Regions from separate parts of the Lactuca sativa genome. Here region 1 is linked to region 2. Evidence: chromatin contacts called from public Hi-C data. All regions are on one chromosome and are shown on one strand. Each heading gives the region's core, a stretch centred on a gene start, on an enhancer-like site or on the middle of the called end of the contact. The rest is flanking DNA. Distances are from core to core; before and after follow the strand shown.

Region 1 (2,700 bases), core at 137-2,636, 200 kb before region 2:
TACAACCACAATTATGATAATAAAATTTGATTACAATTTAAATAAAAAACATTACATAAAATTTTCAAATTCCAAGAGCATCCCTCTCTCCAAACATAGAAGCTTCCATCTACAAGAGGTGCCCATCATAATAATAATAAAAAAAACTTAATAGGATAACAAAGTATTAAAATTATAAAAAATACTATTATATATTTTTTTTATATATGTATTACCAACCAATTATAATTTTTATATACCTATGATTACATACTTTACATTTATTCAAAACTTGTATTACCAGTTACAATAGGTCACTAGCAACTAACATGTCACATGGCTATTGATGGTTAGTGACGTGAATTTAACTGTTTATTATGTACCATTATATATATATATATATATATATATATATATATATATATATATATATATATATATATATATATATATATATATATATATATATATATATATATATATATATATATAATTTGTTCAAAAACTACCCTTTCAAAAAATACATATTATTTGGGTTTAGGGTTGAATTCTATTGGGCCAAAAATATCAAATGAAACACCATCATCCACTTAACCATTTTTCGCAGATGGATATTGGACTATCAATTTTAAAAGAAAAAACACAACGAAAAAAAAAACCGTGTACATGAAAATATTGTACCTTGTGTAACTTTGACGAAAAAAAAACCGTGTACAAAAAATACATATTATTAGGGTTTAGCTTGTTTAACTTTGACGAAGTTAATATGACCATAAAATCTACAAAGATGATGAGTAATTGAGTACGCATGATAATATCGTACCTTGTGTTGTTCTTTATTTGTAGTAGACGAATTTAGTAACGGGAGAGATGACTTCTTGGACGTGGTTCTTGCAAGTATGACCTTTGAAACAGGGGACATGATCAAATCAGTAGGACTCGTATACCTATAAAATAATACATACCCATAAATTCTAACAATCATTTTTGTAAAATAATCAGAAAAAAAAACTGATTACATTTCTGGGTATTTGAAAACCTTCGGTATAATAAGAGGAGTAGGAGTAACTGCCGTCGGAACTGGTGGCCTGAACAACGGCCGTGTTTGTGGTGGCGATGGAGATTTGGGGGATGTTTGATCCATTGATCGTAGTTTTTATTTATTTTATTTTTTTTCAGAGAGAAATGTGATAAAAATGGTGTGTATGTATGTGTATGTGTGTGTGTTTTGAGGGAGAAGAAGGCAAGAAAGTGGGTGGTAATAGGATGGTGGGAGATGGTAGAGAGAACCATCCAATTTTGTGGGCCACGGTGGCGGTGGTGGTTTTGTCTTACCTTTTGAAAATAAGATATATTTTCCGGTGGACTTCAAATTTTTGTATCTCAATCCATTTCATCAAAATTATTTGATTCTTTTTATCTTTTTTGTAACAAAGGACAAAATTTAAAGATATAGCAAAAAGACAAAACCAATTGAAAGGGATATGATTAGGTAATAAAGTTATCTAAATTAGGAATATGATTAGGGGTGAATATGCTACGGAATCAATTATTTTTTATTCAAAATTCAAAAAATTCAAAGTTAATTGAACGTCAGATGAAACTTTTTAATTCTTAATAAAGTAGAAACTATGTGACTTAATTTTTGAAAATAAATATTAAATTAGTCTTTTAGCACTTGATCCACACGGATTATGTTATTTACTCAAAATAATTATTTCAACAATAAAAATAAAAAAAGAAACCTTTAATTCCAAAAAACACAATTCAACCTTGTATCAAGTAATGAGTTAGGCATCTTGGGTTTGAATTATGGCGTTGGACTCGTTAAATTGGGCTAGTAGAAGGCTTGAATTTATTATATATTAATGGTCAAACATAGACTTTGAGCTCTTCTTGGATAATTAATTTATATTTTTATTTTTATAAATCCGAAATTAATTTTAATTAACTAATTTTTTATTTAGTAAAATTTTATTAATTAGAGACTTAACTGCTTGACAGTTTTTAGCAGCATGGCCGACTCCCAGATTTTAAGAACCCTGTGCTAAGAAGAAAAATAAGACCCTAAATTAATATATAAAGAAAACAAACTTAAGACGGTGAAAACTTAAAAGTAAATAAATTAACTAAAAAGAAACATATGAAACTTTATAAAAAAGTTCAAGGGCCAATTATGTAACTTTTAAAAAATTGATTTGTTAAAGCTACTGAAAGGAGGATTGATTATGAAATATAAAACAAAAACTAATGGCCAAAATTGTAAATTGAATTTAAAACTTCAAAATGTGATGACATGAATCAAACCTACGTTGCTTCAAACTAAATTACACACTTATACCAGATACCCTACACAAACTTTATGCAAAACTTTGAAAATTTCATATATATTTAGTTATTAAATATATAATTTAATTAAAACTCAGATCCTATTTTTTTCGTGGCCCTGTGCGACCGCCCCTCTTCCCCCCCCCCCCCCCCCCCCCCCCCCTCCCTCCTAAAACCGGGCCTATTTAGCAGGTAGTTTCAGTTGGTGGTTTACAACCACCATTGGAAGACTATAAATACATGGAATCATACAGAAATTGAAGACTAATGAAACACACACTTTCTCTCAAAAATTTGTTATTTATATCATAAGGGATCATGTCGATTTTCGTCATATTCAAGATATGTTCTTAAATTAACTGTTACATCCTCAATACAGACCTATTACATGAC
Region 2 (2,700 bases), core at 81-2,580:
CGATTCCACGCGTCTTCCACCTCTAATATCCCTAGACCTGAATTAGTCTCCGGAATCTTCCCCATACACCGGTTGTACTAGAATTTTGTTTCTGAACTTTTGTCCACCGAACAATTGTGTCATTAAGGAAATTATTCCCAAGACAAATGGACATGAATATGACAAATCCAACTTTGTTTAGGCGTCATTTGATAGCGATGTAGATGAAGAAATTATGTGACGATTCATCTGACTCTTGTATCTCTAACGCTGATGTGATACCGAATCGACTCTAGTGCCAATTAATCCAAGTTTTAACAATCCAACAACTAGACAAACTTCCAAGTCATCATCTGACTCTCAAAAGAAACCCTGGTTGAACAAGAAAGAAATTGTTCATCCAAAGACTGAAGCTAGGAATGCCCTTAAGAAAGATACTAGGTCTAGGCAGGCCTCTAGATTCCTTGAGAAATCCGAGAAAAAAGTGTCTCAAAAAGTCAATCCAACTACTAGGAGCCACAATGCCTTCATGCCTGTTAAGATCCTTCAAATGCCATATATGAAAAGTGCCAGCTAAGATCGTGATTTTAGTTAGGAAGGAACGAAATTACTTTCAAAAATTATGATGATGTTTAAATTAGTTGAATATATTCATTTTATAAATGATGTTAACATTAAATCAATTAGTTAAATTTTTTTTAATTTAGTCAATATTAATTTAATTTTATTATAAGAGGACATCATCAAAATAATCCAAAGGTTGAAATTAGTCAAGAAAACACAATAAATGACCTTGATTGTTGAAGATGATATCATAAGGTTTGTTTTTTAATATATATATATATATATATATATATATATATATATATATATATATATATATATATATATATATATATATATATATATATATATATATATATATATATATATATATATATATATATATATATATATATATATATATATACACACACATTCCTATTGCTTCTTTATAATATGTTTTTTTTTCTTTCTAACGTCAAGTAAGATTAATAAAATTTCTACATTTCATAGGAAAAACTTCCAAAAGTACTAGCAAGCATCGAACATCGATACTTTCAATTTGGATACAACTCATTACCAAGATGGGCTATGCATCAATTGAGTTTCAAAGATATAGAAACATGTTATACAATCTTTTAAATCGATTTATTCAAATAATTATATTATGCTATTAACAATATAGACATGTTCAACATAAACAATATCGGTATGTATTCCTTCCCATCCAAATGCCATTAACCCAACCTTCCCCTTCCCTCCCTCCCTATTTAATACAATCTCATCAGAAAGAGAGCACCCCACCCCCACCCTTACCCTTACCCCTACCCCCACCCCCAACCCCCCACTCATTCTGGCTTCTTCTCTGTAGAAACCAAGCTCCTTGCTACCAAAAATCCATGGCGAAATTACGTAATTCTCCCTCATTTTGTATACTCCCTTTCTTGTTTCTTGCTTTTCAACTCACCACAAGTGACAAAAATACCCTTCACAACAACCACCATCTTCATGAAGAAGAAGAAGCTGACCGGATCATAGCCCTTCCCGGCCAACCCAACGTCTCTTTTCATCAGTTTTCTGGCTACGTCACCGTCAACAAAGTCGCCGGAAGAGCCCTCTTTTACTGGCTTACTGAAGCCGCCGACCACCCTCTCTCTAAACCCCTAGTCATATGGCTCAACGGAGGTTAGCACCTTAGCGCACACACATACACATAAACACACACGCACACACACACAAACAAACATATATACATGTACATGTATATATGTATACTTTTGTACTTCTTTATATTAACTTAATTATGAAAAACACACTTATACATACATATTACATATACATATATGGATACTTTTTTGCTTCTTTATATTAATTTAATTATGAAAAAGTGAATGTGGTACTGTTACATTGCTTGTTTGCGGGATTTTTTTTAACTAATAAATCTTTCTTTGTATTTTACTAAACATATATATCTTAATCTGAAAATTCTTTAAATGGGTTTTACTTAAAAAAATACTTTTCATTAATAATATGCATAGAGGTACATTTAAATTTAAATACGATGAATTTTTATATAATAATACTGATTATATATCTAAAGATCTTTTTATATTACTGAATTTTACTAAATATATATGTGATCATAATCTGAATTGTTTATATGGCTTTTTTTTTTAATTTTTTAATAATTTAATTGAATGGTATGCAAAAGAAAGATTGAAATATGGTTGCATCTAGCTACCATATTAATTAGTGGGTAGATGTAATAAATATATTTTCTTGAAAAAACGTGAAATCTTGAAAAAAAAACTATTTGTTGTAATCCTTTTAGGGTTAGAAATTATTACTCTGTTTGGGTACCCGAAAATTCTGAGAATAGAATTCAGCCCTGTTTTTATTTCCAAACAAAGTTATGACATCAGAAGCAAAAATCAGAACATCACTTTTTTACTATAAGTTAATCTAGGGAATTTGACCGTTTGAATAAGGGTATTTTGCATAGGATTATAACTTTTATGTTATACAAAGTTACACAAATGGTCCTTATGGTCGGTAGAAATACCATTTCAAGTCTTTTTGATAAAATTTTAACATGATTGATAATTTTCAGGTTTAAAACGAACAATGATAGGTCATTTTCTGCAAACCACAAAGATCTCATCTTGTGGTTTTGAAACC

What was found. Hi-C and Micro-C count contacts between places; a contact is called where the count stands out from the background.
Region 1: a Hi-C map of leaf shows a contact between it and region 2, with 7 times the contacts expected there. The contact joins the promoter of LOC111919475 here to the promoter of LOC111919474 in region 2. A contact is called at or near these places in 3 of 4 Hi-C or Micro-C datasets (leaf and seed).

The regions. Positions count from the first base shown.
Region 1 is chr4:378,970,222-378,972,921 of Lsat_Salinas_v11, reverse strand. It overlaps LOC111919475, which reads right to left and starts at 1,386. Exons shown (of 3, transcript XM_023915023.3): 1 at 1,019-1,386; 2 at 803-926; 3 at 1-109. The coding sequence starts at 1,272. The coding sequence ends at 65.
Region 2 is chr4:378,773,967-378,776,666 of Lsat_Salinas_v11, reverse strand. It overlaps LOC111919474 (serine carboxypeptidase-like 25), which reads left to right and starts at 1,330. Exons shown (of 8, transcript XM_023915022.3): 1 at 1,330-1,707. The coding sequence starts at 1,422.